7 separate regions of the Mus musculus genome follow, and all the other regions are linked to region 1. A link is a contact called in public Hi-C, HiChIP or PLAC-seq and promoter capture Hi-C data. All regions are on one chromosome and are shown on one strand. The core of a region is the stretch at or near the end of the contact, and the rest is flanking DNA. Distances in the headings are between cores, read along the strand shown.

The links. Promoter capture Hi-C pulls out the DNA fragments that hold promoters and counts their contacts. Hi-C and Micro-C count contacts between places; a contact is called where the count stands out from the background. HiChIP or PLAC-seq counts read pairs in DNA pulled down with a chosen protein or histone mark.
Region 2: a FOXA1 HiChIP or PLAC-seq map of pancreatic cancer cells shows a contact between it and region 1. The contact joins the promoter of Rap1gapos here to the promoter of Mul1 in region 1. A contact is called at or near these places in 3 of 39 promoter capture datasets (hippocampal neurons, liver and pre-B cells) and 1 of 115 datasets of contacts at active chromatin or transcription factors (pancreatic cancer cells).
Region 3: a contact with region 1 is called in an H3K4me3 HiChIP or PLAC-seq map of bone marrow-derived macrophages, with 4 times the contacts expected there. The contact joins the enhancer-like site here to the promoter of Mul1 in region 1. A contact is called at or near these places in 2 of 39 promoter capture datasets (hippocampal neurons and liver), 10 of 484 Hi-C or Micro-C datasets (B cells, the G1E-ER4 cell line, cerebral cortex and 3 more), 3 of 115 datasets of contacts at active chromatin or transcription factors (bone marrow-derived macrophages and embryonic stem cells) and 1 of 9 other capture datasets (embryonic stem cells).
Region 4: a contact with region 1 is called in an H3K4me3 HiChIP or PLAC-seq map of embryonic stem cells, with 4 times the contacts expected there. The contact joins the enhancer-like site here to the promoter of Mul1 in region 1. A contact is called at or near these places in 3 of 39 promoter capture datasets (hippocampal neurons and liver), 1 of 484 Hi-C or Micro-C datasets (embryonic stem cells), 3 of 115 datasets of contacts at active chromatin or transcription factors (bone marrow-derived macrophages and embryonic stem cells) and 1 of 9 other capture datasets (embryonic stem cells).
Region 5: a promoter capture Hi-C map of hippocampal neurons shows a contact between it and region 1, with 6 times the contacts expected there. The contact joins the promoter of Rnf186 here to the promoter of Mul1 in region 1. A contact is called at or near these places in 3 of 39 promoter capture datasets (hippocampal neurons, liver and pre-B cells), 1 of 484 Hi-C or Micro-C datasets (CD4 T cells), 6 of 115 datasets of contacts at active chromatin or transcription factors (T-cell acute lymphoblastic leukemia, bone marrow-derived macrophages, embryonic stem cells and 3 more) and 1 of 9 other capture datasets (embryonic stem cells).
Region 6: a contact with region 1 is called in a Hi-C map of CD8 T cells, with 5 times the contacts expected there. The contact joins the promoter of Micos10 here to the promoter of Mul1 in region 1. A contact is called at or near these places in 2 of 39 promoter capture datasets (hippocampal neurons and liver), 2 of 484 Hi-C or Micro-C datasets (CD4 T cells and CD8 T cells) and 1 of 115 datasets of contacts at active chromatin or transcription factors (pancreatic cancer cells).
Region 7: an H3K4me3 HiChIP or PLAC-seq map of embryonic forebrain shows a contact between it and region 1, with 2.3 times the contacts expected there. The contact joins the promoter of Emc1 here to the promoter of Mul1 in region 1. A contact is called at or near these places in 1 of 115 datasets of contacts at active chromatin or transcription factors (embryonic forebrain) and 1 of 9 other capture datasets (adipose tissue).

What each region holds. Positions count from the first base shown.
Region 1 is chr4:138,433,407-138,436,430 of GRCm38.p6, reverse strand. Mul1 (mitochondrial ubiquitin ligase activator of NFKB 1) reads right to left here and starts at 1,759. Exons shown (of 4, transcript NM_026689.3): 1 at 1,552-1,759. The coding sequence starts at 1,671.
Region 2 is chr4:137,705,145-137,708,211 of GRCm38.p6, reverse strand. It overlaps Rap1gapos (RAP1 GTPase activating protein, opposite strand), which reads left to right and starts at 1,606. Exons shown (of 2, transcript NR_138594.1): 1 at 1,606-1,690. It overlaps Rap1gap (Rap1 GTPase-activating protein), which reads right to left and starts at 745. Exons shown (of 24, transcript NM_001379234.1): 1 at 552-745. The coding sequence starts at 626.
Region 3 is chr4:139,085,507-139,088,512 of GRCm38.p6, reverse strand. Nbl1 (NBL1, DAN family BMP antagonist) reads left to right here. Exons shown (of 4, transcript NM_008675.2): 2 at 2,865-3,006. The coding sequence starts at 2,893. Among named protein-coding and RNA genes, the nearest start is that of Nbl1, 6.0 kb to the left of the region's middle. Within about 2 kb of position 1,547, at least 61 of the 459 cell types and tissues checked have an H3K27ac peak or open chromatin away from gene starts, as enhancers often do. A contact at or near this core is called in bone marrow-derived macrophages, where this site is marked.
Region 4 is chr4:139,000,186-139,002,995 of GRCm38.p6, reverse strand. All of the region lies in intron 7 of Tmco4 (transmembrane and coiled-coil domains 4), which reads right to left. Among named protein-coding and RNA genes, the nearest start is that of Gm33214, 18 kb to the left of the region's middle. Within about 2 kb of position 1,330, at least 12 of the 459 cell types and tissues checked have an H3K27ac peak or open chromatin away from gene starts, as enhancers often do. A contact at or near this core is called in embryonic stem cells and liver, where this site is marked.
Region 5 is chr4:138,965,800-138,968,532 of GRCm38.p6, reverse strand. It overlaps Rnf186 (ring finger protein 186), which reads right to left and starts at 1,414. Exons shown (of 1, transcript NM_025786.4): 1 at 168-1,414. The coding sequence starts at 1,220. The coding sequence ends at 540.
Region 6 is chr4:139,129,540-139,132,453 of GRCm38.p6, reverse strand. It overlaps Micos10 (mitochondrial contact site and cristae organizing system subunit 10), which reads left to right and starts at 1,341. Exons shown (of 4, transcript NM_001163006.2): 1 at 1,341-1,532. The coding sequence starts at 1,469.
Region 7 is chr4:139,351,306-139,354,048 of GRCm38.p6, reverse strand. It overlaps Emc1 (ER membrane protein complex subunit 1), which reads right to left and starts at 1,462. Exons shown (of 24, transcript NM_146157.4): 1 at 1,332-1,462. The coding sequence starts at 1,429. Mrto4 (mRNA turnover 4, ribosome maturation factor) reads left to right here and starts at 1,473. Exons shown (of 8, transcript NM_001290810.1): 1 at 1,473-1,780. The coding sequence starts at 1,753.

The sequences.
Region 1 (3,024 bases), core at 510-3,009:
GTTTTGTTTCTGAGCCCTTACTGAAACCAACCTGGTGATAAGACTTGGGCTCCAAAGTCCATCTTCCATACAACTGCCAGAACAAGTCTTTGGCTGATGGACTGTGAAATTCCAGCCAGCATAACACCACCACCATGCGCTGGGCAGCTACTGCTCGTCACACGCTGAGGTAAGAACCGAGAGATGAAGATGATCCCCCCGCCCTTTCAAGGTTCGTCAGCTTGACAGGTGCCACAGAGCAAGGCGGTCAACTAAGAAAGGAGGACAAAAAGTGTCGTGTTGCTGGAGTTCCAGGCAGAGCTGTGCCACGGTACCCATAAGAGCCAGCCTCAGCCACCAGTCCTCAACAAGCCAACTACAAAAGCTAAATTAACAGCGACAAGCCAGTGAGGGCGAAGACCCCTGGGGGCTCCGCTCCACCCCAGCTTTATCTCTGGGTCCTAACACAAAAGCAAGGGCCTTTCACATCTTTACCTTATTACTTTTTATTATATGGGTGGTTTTGCCTGCATGCATGTCTGTGTATCACATACATGCCTGGTACCCAATAGAGGCCAAAAGATCACCTGGGACTGGAGACAAAAATAAAACAGAGACGGAAATGTGCCGTCTGAGCTGTTAAGTGCAACCCTCAAATGAGAATGTAGTTTTAAAGTAACTATAATATACAAAGAAATGACTGTAGAAACCTGGAGCGGAGCGGTTAAATAGATGAGCCTTTAAGTTCTCTGTTCTCCAAATGAGCCTCTAAGTTTGCTGTTCTTCACGTTGGAATCACCCCTGCCTTACATATCTTCACATCCTCCATCTCCGACCCAAGTATCACCTTGTTTAAAATGGCGACGCCCCCCTGTCAATGGCCATAATCTAGAATCACTTGGAAAGAGTGTCTCAACAAGGAACTGTCTATATTGAGTCAGCCTGTGTAGGCATAGCTGTTTAGACACTGTCCTGATAGCTCTAACTGAAGGGGGGAAACTCGCTGTTGTGTTGTGACTGACACCATTCTCTAGGTCTGGGCTCTGGACTGTTTAATAGTTGTTTCTCTCGACTCAGACGTGATTTGCAGCTGACTCAAGTTCCTGGCCTGGACTTCCCCGCGATGATGAATGGTAACCTGAAACTACAAACGAAATAACCCTTCTCCCTCTCCTAAGCTGCTTTCTGTCAGATATTTTACTATAGCAAAAGGAACGGAACTCTCCGTTTCCCTATCTTTCCGCTTTTCTCTGCCCTACTCCAACCCGATTCTCGCCCTATCACACGATCCAATTACGTGTAGGCGTGTGGTTGACCTAGAATGCACTGTGCACCAGGACAATGGCCTGTTTTTCTCACTACCTGGTGCCCAGCAGGTTTTCGAGAAACAGTTTTACAGCACTGCAATAACGTCCAGTGACACTGAGGGTCACTGGGGGGGGGCAGCCTCGCTGCAGCAGGTGCCCGGGATCCCCTCTGGCTGCGCGTCGTCTGGGGCCCTGTGGCTCCCCGGTGCGCCCCGGCGCGAGCTGCCAGTGAGACCGGGCTGCCCACCCCACCCCCCGCACTGACCTTGAGTTCCTGCGCGACCTGGGCCTTCTGCCGGTATATGGAGTACAGTACGGCGGTGACCATCGAACTGGTGCCCAGCAGGATGACCTGGCCGAGCGACGGTCGCGAACCGCTCTCCATGGCGACCCCAAGCCGCACCAGCCGCCTCGAAATCACCTGCGACCCCTACGCAGCCGCGCAGCCCTTCCCGGAACCCGTCGCCCGTCGATGACGTAAAAACCGGAAGTGGAGGACGGGGGTGGAGCAAAGACGTTGCCTAGGTGGTTGCGACGTTACTGCGGCCTCCTGGGAAACCGGTGGGGCTGGCTGTGGTCACGTGGGAGCTCTCCCTCCGGGTTTCTAGACGTTCTTGCTCCGTTATTGTTAAATGACATCTAATTTATCCTATGAGAGCGTGCCTTGGTGCACCTATAGAGGGCAGGACTCGATCTGAGCGTCCCGGTTTCTCCTACTTTATGGGTCCTTGGGATGGAACTCAAGTTCTTAGCCATGGTGGCAAAGCACCTTTACTCACTGGTCTGTTTCTCCAGCCCTTGCTGGATTATTTGATGTCGCCGCCGTCAGATGGGGAGCTGAGTAAAACGCGTGTTCAGCACCAAGAAGTGTTAGGCTTTAAGCTATCGGAGAACCTTGAAACCTGGCTTTTAAAGATGAAGAAACTAGCCCGGCGTGGTGACGCACACCTTTAATCCCAGCACTTGGGAGGCAGAGGCAGGCGGATTTCTGAGTTCGAGGCCAGCCTGGTCTACAAAGTAAGTTCCAGGACAATACAGAGAAACCCTGTCTCGAAAAACCAAAAAAGAAGAAGAAGGAGGAAGAGGAAGAAGAAGAAGAGAAGAAAGAAGAAGAAAAAAGAAACTGGGGCCAGAGGGGATGGAGAACATGGTCGGAGCCATACTGCAAAGGAGAGCTGGAGAAAAATTAGTCCAGCTTCAAAGCCCTCAACCACTACACCAGTTGAATTGATTCTACACCAGTTGAATCGCGAAAATAGCTCTTAATCTACTGCCACGCCACCCCCAAAACAGCATACTGCTTATTTAATAATAACAGCAAATATTTTTATTGAGTGACTATTATATGCCTTGTACTGTAGTTCGTATTTCTTAGGCCTGGCCTGTGTTTCACTCCACTATCTAGGGACCAAACCCAGGGTTTCAAGTGTTCTTCCACTTAGCTCCGTCCCAGTCACTCCAGACCAGCATTTGATGCATTCAACCACTGCCACAGTAGAGTTTCAGGAGAGGAAACTGAGGCTTCGGTTAAGAAATACACACAGTCCAGCACTCAGGAAGCAGAGGAAGGCAGACCTCTGAGTTCAAGGCCAGCCTGGTCTACAGAACGAGTTCTAGTACAGTTGGGACTACACAGAGAAGCCTTGTCTCAAAAAAACAAGTGGTGGGGAGAATATAAATACACTCAGACCTTTAACTAAAAATGATAATGGGCTTCAACCCAGGTGACCTTTGGAGA
Region 2 (3,067 bases), core at 357-2,856, 730 kb after region 1:
AAGGGCTGAGGAAAAGAGGAGGTCCTACTTAAGGTGACCAAACAGCCAGCCACAACGAAACACCACACATGGCTGCACCAGAATCACAACCACATAAACACTGACACATGGCACTGTCACCCAGAGTGTGCACACAGAGCATCAAGTAACACCCACAGTTACAGCCCCACAGGCAACAGCAGACGCCCTGACACATGGCAAAGGAAGGCTGGGAGTGGTGTGGCCAGAAGCCGGGCATCCCACCTGGGGAAGAGCCACCAGAGTCACCCTATGATATCGCTCCATCTGTGTGGAAAAGGCAGCAGGCAGTCCCAACAACAGTTAAACACACACCCAGTGTCACTGCAGCCCATGGCCACAGTGTCCCTACGTCTGACCCAGGGGCAGCTTTGGAAAACACTAGGGTGCTCCGTGTAGTTCGGGTGTCAGTCCAAAAACATACACACCCACCGTGACGGGGTTCAGGCACAGACTGCCAGACTCTGGGTAGTAAGGCTGACTGATGGCCCTGGGTCCCCAGTCGGCCAGGCCGCCCCTGCCAGGGTCCTCACCTGCCAGCCGGCCCCCGCCGGCAACGAGCCCCTCCGCGGACGGCCATGGGGCGCTGGGGGCCGCGGCTGCGCCATCCCGAGCCCCAGCCCCGGCGGCGCTGTAAGCCGGCCCGGCCCGGGGCCCCGTAGCCCGAGCTCTGCGCTCCTGTCCCGCCCGCCGCCGCTCTGCCTTCTCTGGGCTCACCCTGCTGCCGGGCCCGAGGGGGCGGGGCGCCAGGTGCGGGAGGCGCGGAGGAGGGGCGGGGCGGAAGGCCACCACGCCCACTCGCGGGGCGGCCGGGCAAGGGGCCCAGGACACTGCGCCTGCGCGCGGGAAGCCTCAGGCACTTCTGTGAGCAGCTGTGTCTTCCCAGACTGGAGACCCTGCCTCTGGGCTTCAAGGACAAGGTTCTTGGGACAGCTGTGCCCAGGGAATGCAGGAGTACTGGAGATGGTGCTTAAGCACTTTCTTTGCTGGACCCTTTGCGTGTCTCACCAGATCGCCATAACCAAGGAGGTACAAATGTCTTCACTAGAAAATCATATTCCAAGAGGTGCAATAGCTTTTTTTGCTAGAAAACCCCGGGATCCCTGGAAGAGTCTGAAGCTGCAGAGTCTCTGGCACCTCCATTGGCTCAGTTTACCATCTGTAAATTACAAGGCTTCTGAAACGACACCCCCCACCCCCAACTTGACCCTGAAGTCCTTGTGTCTTAGGCTGGTGCAGCCAGTCTGCAGCAGGGACAGACCCCAAGACAGATGCTGGAGAAGTCTGGATGCTCTAGGGGCAGGACTGTCCTCCAGCTAGGGGCGGGGGGCAGATCTCCTACAGCTTCCCAGAAGTGCTGTCTACTACCCTCTGTCCCCAGGGCCAGGGAGCTCCTGAAAGGAAGGCAGGCAGCACTTTCCCTGCCCTCCCAGACCTGGCCCAGGGTCAGGTTTAGACCTAGAGAGCCAGCGGGAACACCAGAGATGTGCATTCCAGACACCGAGTAGCTTTGGCTTTAATAATTAACAACAGCAAATATTGATTTATGCAACCACTTCCAGGCCTGCACACTTCCGGGTACCCAACACAATGCAGCCAGAAGAGCATCTTTTCCTACCGTGGCCCTGGGGGAGGCCAAAGCTGCTCAAATCACCGGCGATATGTAGGCCAGGTAGAGTGGATGCCGCCTGCGTATGTGTCTAGGTCCTTATCTGTGTACATGTGTGTCTCCAAGGCTAGTCGTGGCTCTACGTGACATACTGCATTGCTGTAGCATAGAAGTACCCGTGGGTAGGAAGGGGTGGGTAGGGACGCCTGGGGGGGTATTTACTTTCTATCTCCTTTATGTGTTCATGAGCAAGTCTGAATACACTATAGATATATGTACTTGTGTCTGTCTGTCTGTCTGAATGTGGTCTGGCTCCCAGGTTAGGTATAGGTAGGCCAAGTATGCACATGTATGCAGATTTTACAGTCCCTGAGTACTGCAGAGGGTAGCTCGGTGTCTATTTAAATGTGGCTCCCCAAAGAAAAGAAAATACAACCCCTGCACAGCTCTGGGGACACAGTAATACTGATTATTTCCAAAGCACTTCCAAAGGCGCTGCCCAGTGACGAGCTGGCAAGGTCAATAGAGAAGACACTCTCAGCCATGCAATGGTGACACACACCTTTAGTCCCAGAACTCAGGAGACAGAGGCAGGTAGATCTTTGTGAGTCCAAGGCCAGCCTGGTCTACAGAGTGTGTTCCAGGACAGCCAGCATTACACAAGGAAACCCTGTCTTGAAAAACTAAAGAAGAAGAAGAAAGAGAAGGAGGAGGAGGAGGAGGCAGAGGAGGGGAGGAGCAACAGTAGCAGCAGCAGCTGTCTACTCTATGTTAGAGGTGGGACTTGCCCTTAGGTACAGGGAGGTTACATGCCCCTCAAACTGGTTCCAGTATCATTGTAAATATGTAACAGAATAGGGTATTGAGGAAAACTGGAGAGTATCCCAGGCAGGTTCCCTCAGCTCACCAATAGCCTGCTGGAAATCCAAATGAGTCACTCTGGGAGCTGGTTTCAGTTCACAGAATGGGTCCTAGTCTGGAGGAGGGGTGCACTGTGGGGCTGTGGCGGTCTGAAGCTCACTGTCTGCGCTGCGTTAGCATGATTGGAAAGTGGGAGCCAACTGGGTGGAGGCCAGGAGGCTGAAGGATAGCGGCTTCCTTGGTAACTGAAGGGCCCACCTTGGGCTCTCTGAGCCTCAGGCTCCGAGGATCTGCAACATTAGCCTTCCCTCCAGATGGAAGGGCCAAAACCCAGGCAGGACAAACAACAGTCCCATGGCCAGGGGGAAGCCTCACTCTCAAACCCAGCTGTTCAAGCAAGTGGCTGCCATCAAGTGGCTGTTTCCTGAGGACTACTGTAGCCTTGTCCAGGGCTGTTGCCCTCCAGGGAAGGCAGGAGGTCTCAGGAGCCCTTGTGCTACTGATAGCATCCTTGCTTGGGTTCTCCATGGAGATGGAGGTCCTATGCATAGAAGACATTTCTTGGACCTTCATCCTCCT
Region 3 (3,006 bases), core at 298-2,797, 650 kb before region 1:
ACAGGGAATGAAACGGCCCACAAGAGGACATGGCTCTTCTCTGGTGCTGGAAGTGTCTTGGGACAAGCTCTGCAGAGCCTGGGTGTTGATTGGACAGATGACTGACTGACTCCGGTCCTGCCCTGGCTCTCTGGCACTCTGTGTGACCTTCAGGGTGGAAGCTATGAGAAGCTGGGTGAGGCTCTGAGGGCCCAGGAAGGGAGAGTCTAACCACTGTGTAGACAGACACGAGCCACTGAGTTGCTGGTTGAGAACATAAACAAGTGAAATGAACAGAAGATGCGGTGGTAGGCAGGTGGAGGGCACCATGGTCTCTGGGTAGGGTGTGAGCGGTAGAGGAGGGGCTTTCCTAATGGCAAATTTTGCCTTCCTTCCCACATTGCCCAGCTTTACTCATGGTCCTGGAAAGTGAGGGTGGTGGTGGGTGCTGGATGCTGGTTACTGAATGGGTGCTGGGTGCTGAGTGCTGGATGTTGGATACTGGGTGCTGGATGCTGAGTGTTGGATACTGGGTGCTGGATGCTGAGTGTTGGATACTAGGTGCTGAATGCTGGGAGTTGGATGTTGGGTATTGGATACTGGGTGCTAGATGCTGGGTCCTGGGTATTGGATGTTGAATGCTGGGTGCTGGGTGTTAGATGCTGGCTGCTGGGTGTTGAATGTTGGGTATTGTATAATGGGTGCTGGATGCTGGGTACTGTCCTAGGAACATGCCAGCTCTGGGAAGGAGCAGTGTTTCTCCTTTACACAGGGAAGTAGGCTGTGAGAGATGAAGTCTTTCTTACAGCCACACAGCTCTTAGGCTGCAGAATCTGAACACTGAGAACTCCAGGGACAGCGGGCTGGTCTACTGGTGTTCTGGCTGCTGTCCTGGGGAGGTCAAGGGTGATCCCAGTGTTCTGCTGCCAGGCCCTGGTCAGGGTGTGGTGGGTTGGGGCATACCACTCTTCTGAAGGGTATGGCTAATCCTAGTTCCCCATGGGCCATCTGAAAAGGAAGACTCGTTTCTCCTTAACTTCTGCCAGCTCTAACAACAGAGACTGCTCTCTGGGCCAGGGACACTGCAAATGTCCCCTTATCCTGTCTCCAGGTAGCTTTGTGGTCAACCTCCAGGCTGATCTTCACTTTAGCCAGTCCCCATGTTGTGGCAGCCTTAAGCCTCACCCTCTCCGAGTTCTGGGTCCAAGTCAGACTCCCAAATCCATCTTGACTGCTGTTGAGACTCAGCTCAAACCTCAAACCTAACTCCTACTGAGACTTTTGCTTCCCTTCCTACCTGGGTCTTACTCACTTCCTGCCTGTCATGAGCAAGAAAGTGTCACAGAGTCAGGTGACACAGCAGGGACTTTCTGATGCCTAGAGAGGCTAGCCCCGCACAGGGAGGGCCCTGGAGTTCTGGTCTTTTTCTATGGGTTCTGGACCGCTTTAGAAGGCCAAGGTCATACATTGGCTCAGGTTAGTTCCTGGGAGTGGGAGGAGGGGGATGCAGGGGCTCTATCGGGAGCAGGAGGCTGATGCTGTTGAGTTGCAGTTAAGGAGTCCAGTCAGTTCCTTTAGGGTGTGCTTGCTCTAAGAATATAGGTTTGCTGTAGATCTTGTTGGTGAGTTTGGATTGTGCAGATCACAGCAGAAACTTATTGGGGTTCCACTCCCTCAGTGCCCCTGGATTCTCACTGTCCCCTCCATAGATACTTTTCAAAATACCTGCTTCCCCACTCCTGGTACCTGGCTTACAGAGGACTAGAGGAATACATCCCTGCTCCTCTGCCCCACAGGCAAGCGCATCCAGGCCCCTCTGGGGACTGAACTAAGACACAGTTCCCAACTGAGCTGGGTATAGTCCCTGGCTGAGTCTATCCGAACCACCCTGGGAAAGCGTGAATCTTATCGCAGCTGGCAGCTTTCACACTGTAAGTCCCCAGGGAATTCTGAGACACTATCAGGTGTGAAAGTGCCATTTATTTTACAGGTGGAGGACAGGTAGAGAGGAACTGAGACTTGAAGATGGAGGGTCACAAAGCACTAGACAGACAGATCCATCCCTTTCTTCAGTGTCCTGTCTCAGAGGGGTCAGGGGGATGGAGCCTTTGGAAGCACTTTCCTTGGTATAGGTCTCTCTGAACTCCCCCGTCCACTATTTCTGAGGTGTGTGTGGGGTGGGGTAGGGGATTGGGTGAAGCCTACAGAAGATAAAGTTGGGGAAGGTGGCAGAAGTCCCCCTCTGAGTGTTTCCTTTAAACACAGACTTCTGTCCTGCAGCGCCATCTAGTGGCTGACTGGGAAATTTAGTGTTTTACTCCTGAAGCAGAGAACTCTGTAAATAGTCTGGGGATAATGATGTGTGCTACACCCTGGTGGAGAATCATAAGAAGAAACATATCTGAGTGGTATAGAGTTGAGTATCGATGTCTTTTTAGGAGGCATGGACAATAGCCAGCCGTCTCTAAGGCTGTAATCAAAGGATTACTTCGGGTTTATAATTTGAGGGATTCGATCCAGAGCCGTCGTGCAAGCTAGGCAGACACTGTACCACTGAGGGGCATTCCCAGTCTGACATTAGTAACTATCCTACTGAGGACCGTTCAGTCTCCCCAGCGCTGGCAGGTGCGATGCTACATATAGCTGCTTCTGACGTTTAGAGAGGTCTGAGGTGTATTTGGAGCTGGCCATAGGGTAGGTGGGATCAGGAGAATTAGGAGTGCAAAATCATCCTTGGGTACAGACTTAATTGAAGGTCAGCCTGGGCTACATGTGCAGATCTGACTTTGACTCTTGGGATCAGAGTCCATGTTTGGAAGGCACCTCTGCTCCTGAGCACCTAACCTCCGAGGCTATACTGCACCTCACCTGCCACCTGTGTTTAGTTCCAGGGCTCCGGAGGTGACGGGCACAATGCTTTGGGTCCTGGTGGGGGCCGTCCTCCCTGTCATGTTGCTGGCTGCCCCGCCACCTATCAACAAGCTGGCCCTGTTTCCGGACAAGAGTGCCTGGTGTGAAGCCAAGAAC
Region 4 (2,810 bases), core at 81-2,580, 570 kb before region 1:
TTCAAAGATGCCCCTAAGAGAGAAGGAAGCCATTTGAAACCCACGCACTGATCCTGTCAGAGCCTGTGCCAAGGTTGCCCATAGTGTGGTGGTGTATGTTGGTGCCCCCATGTGCTCATGGTGGTTTGAAGTTTGCTGATGAAATGAGGAGTAGTCACATGGCTTTCTGGTGAGAAAGGAAACTGAGGCAGATGGAGGAGCAAGGCCAAGTCAGGCCCGTCTACCCAGTGGAGAGGCAACGGGAGAAAGCGGTGGCCTAAGAGGCTGGAGACCTGGTGTTGGTTGTGAGCCAACTTTTCACTGTCCTTCTCCTAGAAGGCTCCCTTCCCTTTCTTGACTTTGGTCTCTCCTGGTGACATGAGATCATCCAAATTGACCTGAGACCTCCTGAGACTCAGGTCTGCAAACTGAGGCATGTGTCTGAAGTGCTTTACTGGGGGCAGGGGAGTCAGGTGGCCACATGAGCCCCTAGGTCCAAGCTTGGTACAGAGTGCGTGCTCAACACACAATGTCTTTCTAGTCACTGGGATTATACTATCAGCTCTGGGTTAAATATGCACATCAAAAGCAAGTTGGAAACTTAGTCCTAATGCCTGTTCGTTAAGTGGTGGGACCTTTAAGAGTAGATTAAGTCTGGAGAGATGAAGGCTGACACAGCCAGAGTGGGTCCCAGCCCCATTCTGCTTTCTTTCTCTCTTTCCTGCCCTCCCTCACTCTTACATTTTCTGCCTCCGGACACTTTGACATGAAGGCTCTTGCCAGGTGCAGGTCCCTTGATATTGGACCCGGCCTTTCAGAACTTGAAGAAGTTGATCTTTGTTCTCTGCGAGTTACCTGGTCTCCGGCTTTCTGGCATAGCACACACAACACAGTTTAAGAGGACACCGAGCTGGAAAGTTCACTCACTGGGTAAAATGTTTGCTGTGCAAGCATGACAGCCTAAGTTCGGATCCCCTGAACTCAAGTAAAGTTGGACACTAAGGAGAAACGGGACGGGGAGACAGGAGAATCTCTGCAAGCTGGTGGGCTGGCTAGCCTGGTGAGTGACACAGGAAATAACAAAGGCTCCCTGTCCCAAACAAGATGAAAGGTGAAGACCGACACCTGAGGTTGTCAGCCGACCTTCACATGTGCACACAATATATACATGCCCTGTAGCATGCTCCTCCCACAACTGAAAATATAAATAAAGGACTAAAAGTATCCTCTGGACCAGAGCCTACAGTAGTCTTCCGGGATCAAAGACCGTTATTGATGACCTTGTGAGCCTGCTGGGGCCAAGACTCCAAATTTCCAGCAAAGCTCTGGAATGGAGATGCAGGAAGGATCCCGCCAGAGCCTCCAGAGGGAGCACCATCCTGCTGGCTGCATTTCAGACTCTGGGTTTCACAGAGGACACAGCGAAGTCAGGTGGCTAACAGGAGCCCCAGGAAACTAACGCGGGCAGAATGGGGCCCTGCCACTCACAGAGTAACTTTGGCAGATGGCATGGTTAGCCTTATCTCTGAGATGCCTTCCTCCATTACAAAATCAGCAGGTCTCTCCTGAACTCATTCAACAGGACTTCGCTAAGTGCCTGCCTGGTCCTAAGCTTGACCTACTGGAAGCTTCCCAGGGGTGGAAAAGGAAGACCAACCCTAAATGTGAGCAGTCACATCTCAAGGACTGGGGAGCAAGCCTGAATAAAGGGAGAGAGGAGAGAGTGAGCCAGCTAGTGCTTGAGTGAACACCCACCTTTCCTTGCTTCCTGACCGCCAGTGTCACGTGACCTTGCCTCATGCTCCTCCCACTACAACCAGAAAAGCTTTCTGTCCCCATGCTGTCCCCTCTAGGATAGATCTCACCCAGAAACTATGAGCCACAATTGTTACATCTCAAACCCAGGACAAATGGCCAAGGTGCCTATTTAGCATCTCAAAGCAGACCTGGCTGCCAGGTTCTCCCTGCATCTCTCAGCCCTTACCTCTTATGGGCATGGCTGGCACTGCCCATCTTCTACCCTAAACTTTTCCAGCCCAGGGTGGGCTGCCCTTCCCCCAGCCTCCCTTCCCTGTATAATTCAGCCATTTTGGCTATCTGGACCTTTTGTCTGCTCTGTACTCTCCTGGCTCTCCCCTCCCCTCCCCCACCTTCTCATGTGGCCCAGCTCAGGGTTGTGTTCACTCTGGACTCTCTCAGATGTCCCTGCCTCTGACTCTGCTCTCCCTCAGACCTACAATGAACCTCCTCCACCATGCTTGGAGCAGTCAGGCTCCTTCCTTTTGATTTCTTTTATTATTATTATTATTATTATTATTATTATTATTATTAAAAAATAAACCCTTTCTTTCTTAAGCTGGTAGATTCTTAAAGACTTTATTTTTTAATGCGATAATGTGGGTAGGTGTTTTGCCTGCATGAGTGTCTGTGTACCACGTGTGGTATAGAGTATCGGATTACCTGAGACTGCAGTTATAAATATGGGTGCTAAGAATTGAACCCAGGACCTCTGGAAGAGCAGCCAGTGCCCTTAACCTCTGAGCCATCTCTCCAGCCCTGATAGTCTATTTTTAAGTTAAAATAAACAGACAAACAAAATCAGGGGAAACCAGTCCTCTATTACCATCAATTATGCAGCTGAGTTTCCCACATCACTCTTACTTACTGCAGTGGATGGGCCTCTGCCCCGGAAAAGCACCTTCCTGCAGTGTCTGTCCGCCAGGACAGTGTCCTTGGTCACAGCGATGAGAAAGGCGATCAGTGCAAGAAACATGTGGTGGCAAGGAGGGCCACAGCTGTCCCTGCCAGTGTGGCGTCAGGGTGGATTGTAG
Region 5 (2,733 bases), core at 165-2,664, 530 kb before region 1:
GAAGGTTTGGGATCAGTGTAGCAAGCAACCCTGGGGAAAACCTGGCAGTATCCCCTTGGGCTCTGGCACCCCAGGAGGGAAAGTGGGCAATGGCTAGAGATGGTCACAAACTTCCCAGGACACAAAACATCAAAGCCCAAATTTAAAAAAAATGAAGCCAGCTACATGGATTACAAAAGAGACCTGGTTCTATTTGCTTTGTAGTAAGGCCAATGTCCCAATATGTGTACAAAGGGATATATACAAAACTTAGGAGCTCTGGAATAGGGGTAGGGACCCCACCACCCTTGAGTCACTCATTCAGGGGGTGTCTCCTCTCTTTCCCCCTTTCCTTCCTATGCTACACAGGAACAGGCAGGTGCGATCCCACTGTTCCAGCACAGAATCCTTGATCCAACATGGCCAGTCTGGCTTTGACACGCAAGTCCAGTTCGAATGTGATTTTGAAAGGCGGCCCCTAGCCCCTTACCCATGCAGACTGTGAGGTCTGGGGGAGGAGGGAACCTTGGCAGCACTGGGCCTGTAGGGATCCAGAGTTCTCAGGCAATAGAAGTGATCTGGGTTTGCTTTTGCTCTCTGCAGAACAGAGTCCTGGGGCAAAGCCAGTTGCTGTTCTGGCTCTGGGGGTGACAGCAGAATAGGGTGGACATCAGGAGAGCCAGAGCAATGACAAAGGCCAACACCCACCGGATGACACCCGGGTAGATGAAAGGCAGGATAAGGACAATGACAAGAGCCAACAAGAGCAAGTGTACAGCCAGGCGCCGGGCAGCTACACGGTTGACACTTACAGTGTCCTGTTCTTCTTCTCCTGTCCAGTTGGCTGGCCGAGTTGCTGAAGCGGCAGAACCCACTAGCCTCTGAGGACATAGGCGCACCTCTGGGCATGGCAGGGCCAGACGCCCCACCATCGCCTCCTGGTCTCGCAAGCTGCAGATGAGGCCTCCCGGGACAGCAGTGACCTTTCGGCACAGCGGACAGGGGATGGACCAGGTGTCTTCCTGCACATATAGCAGAAGCTTCAGGCATACGGCACAGAAGGTGTGCTGACAGCTAAGCAGCTTGGGGGACCGAGCACAGTTGTAGGGCTCTCGGCACACCAAGCATTCCAGGTCACCCTCCACAGAGATGCTGAGCCGCCCGGTGGGCCCCAAGGCAATGATGGTGCTGGTGGTGGTGGTACCCGCTGGGATAGGCTGTGGGGCCTCAGTGCAGGACATTCTGGGTACAGAGGTGGAGGGACAAGGCTGATCCGCGCACGGGCATCCGCATGCGACATCCACCGGAGCTGCCAGGACTTGCATGGGTTCCGGTCCTGTGGGGACGCTTCCAGTCTCCCTTCTGCTCTCTGCGGGTACCTGCTGACAACCGATGTCTGGCATCTTGCTCCCTTGGTTGCCCTGCTTGTTTCTCCGCTTATGTTGGTCCTTCAGTTATTATTATTTCTTTACTCGAAACCCAGGGTTAATCAGTAACTTGGAGACCTGGAGACTTTGAATTACCTGATAGAAGGGCCAAAGTGGGTGGAGTCTCATGAATCAGGACTTTCCTGTTGGGGCCATGCCTGGTGAGTGTCTACATGACAACCGACAGGGACGCTGTCTCTACTACTACGCTCTGGAGCGCACCAGTGACACCCCATCCCCACCTCCACCTCCACCCCTGGCCAATCAAAGCCCTGGTGTAGGGAAATGAGCAGAAACCCCACAACCCTTTAGAAATTACATTTATTCTCTGTGTGTGCCGGTGTAGGCATGTGACACATGTCTTCATGGTCCACATGTGGCGGTCAAGGGACTTGAAAGAGTCAGTTCTCTTGTGTAACGAGGGGGGTTCTGCGGGGTAGAACTTAGGGTGTCACAATTGCTGGCATACTTGCTGAGACATCTCATCAGCCTTTAAAAATGCAGAGTACCAGGCTCCGAGGCACAGAGGGGTAGATGTGTCAGGCCCGGATGGGGTGTAAACAACTGTAAAGCTCTCCAACATCTCTGTGGTCCTGATGAGGGTGACTGGGAAGCATCCCTCTGAGAAAGGCCTCCAGACCTTCTAGATTTCAGACTCAATGCAGAAGAGAGTGTTTGTGCCTTGAAAACATGGGCAAATGGGTGGCATTAGGAAAAAAGAGAAAGAGAGATTGGGCGAAGTGTTGGGGACAGGAAAGTCTGAACAGAAAACCGAAACTAACAAGCACACATTGGCCCATTCAGTTTCTTGTCATCCTCACAGCTGCATTAGCAGCTTCCGGTTCCCAGGTATTTATCTCTCCTGTCAGTGCACCGCGGGAACAGACCCCTGGCTCTAGGCACCCAGGCATAAGCATAAACTGCTGTTATTTGGGTCTTCTAAGAGCCAGCTCTCCCGGCCTGGGTCCTCACCTGTGGTCTCCTAGAATGCCAGCTCTGTAAGAAAGGTCTGGGCACAGGGGCAGGGTGTTGGCTTGTTGGCTGCCTGCCAAGGGGCCTACCACAGGGGCAGGATCTTGCCATGTCCAAGGTCTGGTTCCCAGTCTCGTGGAACTCAGCCATGTCAATCCATGAAGATTCTATTGGCCTCTGGGTGGCTGGCTTAAGCTGGTAGGACTCCATGTGGCATGGTAGAGGGGACGAAGTGTGGCAGTCATGAAATTCTGTCCCCCTCACCATGCCTGGAATGAGAGAGCTGGGATGGGGGCTAGAGAGATGGCTCAGCAGTTAAGAGGACTGACTGCTCTTCCAGAGGTTCTGAGTTCAA
Region 6 (2,914 bases), core at 92-2,591, 700 kb before region 1:
GACTTTCCAAAGGGTCTATAAATGCTAGGGCCTCAAGGGGCAGGTTGTTGGTGGGTTGCTGCTGGTTAAGTAGTAAAGTGGGAAGAAACAATAAGAAACTAGCTATTCTGCTGGAGAAGATCAAGCTTGCTCCAAGGAACTCAATGCCCCTCATCAGCAGGAAACAGTCTAATGATAACGTCACCTGTTGCCCTATCCTTTCTTATCGCCTATCTAGTGTTAGGGGGTTGAGTGGGTGGAAGAAAAGAAGTATCTATAAAGTAACACTGGTTGCGCTTTAGGGCTGTTTAGGTCACTCGGCAAGTAATAGCACTGCCTCTAAGTCTGGTGATCTGCGTTCAGTCCCTGGCACCCACAGGGTGGAGGGGCACCCACTCCCACTAGCTGTCCTCTGACTCCCACATGTGCCATTATAGGGCATGCGCAGGCACCCACACACTCTGTATAAAATGCAGCAGGGTGGGGGGTTGTTTTTAAATCCATTTGAATGGAAGTCGTTCATGCTCAAATAAATACTCCCCGACTGTGGCCATGCAGACAACCCTAATTAAACTGTGGATGGAGTGGTGCACATCTTTGATCTCAGCCCTACAAGGCAGAGACAGGTAGATCTCTTAATTCAAGGCCAGCCTGCTCTACAGAGCCAGGTCCAGGACAGCCAGGGCTACACAGAGAATCCCTGTCTCTGAAAAACAAAACAAAACAAAACAGAGACAATCAGAGAAACAGAAAACAAAACCAAACCCTCATATAACATGCCGGGCAGTGGTGGCACATGCCTCTAATCCCAGCACTTGGGAGGCAGAAGCAGGGGTTTTCTGAGTTCAAGGCCAGTCTGGTCTACAGAGTGAGTTCCAGGACAGCCAGGGCTACACAGAGAGACCCTGCCTCAAAAAAAAAAAAAAACAAAAACAAAAACAAAGTATATAACATATATATATATATATATATACACACACACACACACACACATTATTTTATTTGTTATATGTTTTATTATATATAATATAGATATATAATATACGTATATTTTATATATATACATGTATACATATACATACACACATATATACACATACACACATGAGGAAGATGGGGTTCAGTAGGTATAAAATGGAGGATGAAAGAGGGCAACAGTAGAACGGGAGGAGGGCAATGGCCAAAATAATTATGTACAAATATGAAAAACCCAGGAAAGACAAGGCCTTCTGTACTCTGGATGTAGTCAGTCTTCGCTTCCCTTCCGCTATCTCCAAGGTCAGGGTCACCTCCGGCTCCCAGGCAACCTGTCACCTTGACGACCGAGCGAAGAAAAGCCGGAAGCCAGGGACGACGTATGTGATCCCGCGATATTTGGCGCGCCGGCTCCGGCCGGAAGCTTATGGTGGCGGCCGGCTCTCGCGAGACTTGCCATCAGTAGGAGCGCGGGGGCCGGCCGTGAAGAGTGCTGGAGTTGCCAGTGAGGAACATGTCGGAGTCCGAGCTGGGCAGAAAGTGGGACCGGTGCATGGCCGACACGGTCGTGAAGCTAGGTGAGCTCATCTGCCTCTGGTAGGCCCTGGGCTGGAGCCGAGCGGCCCGCGCGCGGACGGGAAGCCGCAGGGGTCAAGCCGCGGCCTGCTGCTGTCTGGACGGCGGGGCGCGCTGAGCTGCGGGGCGCTGACAGGTGACGACTGTCAAGCGGGGCGGCGAGGGCGACGAGGGCGACGAGGGCGGCGAGGACAACGGGCCGAAGGGCGCGGGAGTTTCCGAGGTGGCTGGAGGTGCAGGCCCGGGGAAGCAGCGGTGCTCCGGGAGTGGGAAGGCGTGCGGGACGCGCCGGGAAACTCTGTCACTCCATGCCCCATGTCCCCCGGGTTAGGCGAGCAGCCGGCCGGAGCGCAGACGGCTCCCCAGCCGGGAGCAAGCGGCCTTCGGAAGAAGGTCATAGAAGAAGGCGCTTAACCGCCTCCGTCGGGCCGCGCTGGCAATTGCGGTCGTGCCCGGCCTCATTGATCCGAACCCGCCTCGGGTCTGCAGTTGGAGCCGGGGGTTATTCTCCGGAAGAATGGCCGCAGTCAGATAGATCGCGGCCACCGCCGGCCCCCTCGGTAGTCCAGGTTGTCTCTTTGGACACGCGTCCTGTGACGACACACTTTGTGAGGTCACGGGGTCGGGGAAGGAGGCTCGGGGGGCGGGGGTGTCCCATATAATAGTGATGGTGATGCAGATGTTAGGCGCGCTGCTCGCCACGGTAGCTCGGAAATGACCTGTCTCGTCGTGAGTTGGAGCTCGGTGAAGGAGCTTGCCTGAAATCGCGTTGCTGATAATGTGGCATAGTTGAGAATCCCTCCCCCCCCAGGATTTCTTCCTTGGGGTTCTCAGGCTCTCTGCTGATCCTCGTCCACTCCATCTTTCTCTTGTTGATTGTCTGCAGCTATTGGTGTGTAGGCCAGAGATCGATGATGAGTGGCTTCCCTCCCTCAGTAGCTCTTTGCCCTATTTATTGAGACAGTGCCTCACTATGGAGACCTGGCTGGCCAGGAAAACTATGTCAGCCAAGTTAGCCCTGAACTCAGACACTCTCTGCTGGATTTAAAGGTGTGCACCACTACACAGGACTCTCACAGGAACTGGAGCGCATCAGTTTGCCTAAACTGGCTGCCCATTGAGTTTTGATCGGCCTTCTCCCCCTCCCCAGCATTTTTTCATGGGTGTTGAGGATTTGAGCTCAAGTCTTTTTTTTTTTTATGCCAGGGGCTTTATTATCCACTGAGCTGTCTCTCCAATTCCTCCGACTCTTTCTTCTATACTAACATTTATTGTTGAAACTTAGATCCCATTCTCTCCCCCCCGCCCCCCCCCCGTTTTTGAAACTGGTACTCCTGCATAGTCTTGAACCAACAGATCTGCCAGCCTCGGCCTCACAAGTGAA
Region 7 (2,743 bases), core at 213-2,712, 920 kb before region 1:
ACGCAAGAGTTCTGTGCAACGTACTCAGAAGCAAAAGAAGGCAGGAGAGAACTGCCACCATATACATGGGAGACAATACCAGTCTGCCAGCTAAATGTAACACCTACCTACTCAGGCAACACCCCAGAGTCCTCGGCCTAATTAATTTTTAGCGGCAACAGACTTCCAGGGGCACGGCTTGCACACTGTTGCAATGGGGAAATGCTGCTGTCTGAGGCACACTGATTGAGCCTGGCATTTAGATGACATCTCTCATTTAGACCACTGTGTTATTTAGCCTAGTTTGTTTTAAAGGAGCTTCTGGGGTTTGATTTTTTTTTTTTGGTTTTTCGAGACAGGGTTTCTCTGTGTGTAGCCCTGGCTGTCCTGGCACTCACTTTGTAGACCAAGCTGGCCTCGAACTCAGAAATCCACCTGCCTCTGCCTCCCGAGTGCTGGGATTAAAGGCGTGCGCCACCACGCCCGGCTTTGGGGTTTGGTTTTGTTTTAAGATTTATTTATTTATTTTATGTATGTGAGTACACTGTCACTGTCTTCAGACACACCAGAAAAGGGCATCAGATCCCATTACAGATGGCTGTGAGCCACCAAAGTCCAGATAGGCTAATGATTGTTGGGACCAGGACCCAAAATGAACACCTTTAAAAAAAATACATATGTATGTGTGTGTGTGTGTGTGTGTGTTAGTTGTCTGTCAATTTCCCCAGAAGCATACAACTGATAAGTAGCCAAATGCTTATTCAATCTGAAATAAGCACAGTCAGAAGGAAGGGGTGAGCGAACGAATGTCAGTTTGGAGAGGGAGAGGCCACACTGCACCCAGAGAGTCCCTCAGAGGAAAAGGCTCACTTTAGAACTTGTGAGACAAGTGGACTAAGTGACACCAGCTAGTTTCAGGCTTAAAGTTCACTGGGGCTAGTGACCTGGGACCCAGAAGATCACAAACCTGACAGCCACAAAATCGGACATGACAGGAAAGGAGGGAACTAGTGACCTCTGACCAAAACCCTTAAAGCCTGCCTTCACTGCGGAGCAATCTGCACCGTCACACACAGGGCGGCTTAAAGAGCTCCCTCCATGCTTAACATAAAGCTCTTGGGTTGACATCTTACGACTCTTCATATCTGAAGAGGAGACTCTCACATTGTCATTCTGCACAGGGTGCAGCATTCATTCATTCATTCACTTCTCCCTGAAAGCACCCTCCCGCACCCCCGTTAAGTTATAGTCTGGGTTCGGCTCCATAGCAAATCTCCTTCAGATTAGCAGGAGGGAGACAGATGCTGAGGAAGCAAACACCGACGTCCTGGAGAAGCGTCACCTGTACGCACCAGTCAAACTTGCCCACTTGGTCTTCGTAGACCGCGGCCGCAGGGACGAGCAGCACAGCAGCCCAGATCCAGAACCCAGACGCCACCGCGACCGCCATGATTGAAGCCCAAGCACCGCCTGCCGCCAGCCCGGCATGCACCGGGCCTCAAGCCCCTCCCTCCGCAGAGCCATAGAGAGGAACCGGTTCGCGAGGGACTTGGTGGAGTGCTCGGGACTCGGAAGCCGCCGGGACTGGAGGGACCCGGGACCTGGGCAGAGAAGTGGCCTTCAGGACACTGGGCGGAGCGCAGGCGGGGAAGAGAGGGCTCGCCACAGTTCAGGCACACGCGAGGGGCAGCCCCGAGCGCCGTCCCATAAGCCCCCGCGGCAGCCGGGTCCTAACCGGCCGCCCAGTCTTCCGCCGCACGTGCCTTTGCCGCGATGCCCAAATCCAAGCGAGACAAGAAAGGTAGGTTCGGGGGGCCTGCGTCAAGGGGGCGAGGGGGACGCGGGTGAGACGCCGGGGCCTCTCCGAGAGGCTCGGCCGGCCGAGATAGCGAGAGAGCTGGAAACTGGTCCGGGCCGACAGCAGTCGCATAGCCCAGGCTCTCCTCGAACTTGCCAACCAGGATAGTCTTACACAACTAACCTTGCTGCTTCTACCTCCCGATTGCTGGAATTACAGGCAGCATCACTAAACCAAGTACGCTCTTGTTAGGCAAACACTACCCACATAGCACTGGTCTACATCCCCTGGCATGTGCGAGCGACCGTGTGTGTTTGAGAGAGGATCTTGACGATGTAGCTCAGATTTGCTTAGGACGGTCTCATTATCTCAAGAAAATAGGGGTTTTACAGTTTCGACTACTGCATGTTTTGTTTGTCTATTTATTGCTGGGGCCTTGAACTCTTCCAACTGTCTGCCTTGGCCCCAAATACTAGGATTCCATACTGAGCCACTACATCAAGCTAGCGGGCTGGCGCTTTTGTGGGTGTTAGAAGACAAGACAGTTGAACAAAAAGGGTCCGGCTTCATCAGACTCACCACCTTAGTTAGGGGTGTGTGTCTGTCTGTCTGTCTCCTATACCCCTGTCAAGTCAGTATAATGTGTCAGGTAGTCCAAGTGGAGTATGGAGCAGGTGGGAGTGATAGTGTTTTGCATAATGTTGTCAGGAAAACTCTCAGCGGTTAGAGAAGGTCGTTTGGAATAGAGGGAACACAAAATGAAAGGGGTCTGTGGTGTGATTAACATATTGTGGGACAGCCAGTGTGGCCATAGTGAACAAAGTGGGCTTAGAGGAAAAGACCCAGCCTTTGGTGTGGCTTTGCTTTGAAAGGGTCCCTTGATAGCACAGAGAATATGAAGGCAGCAAGGCCAGCAACCACCTGCAGCATGCTAAGTCGCACCAGAATCCTAGCGGTGGAGAGTCC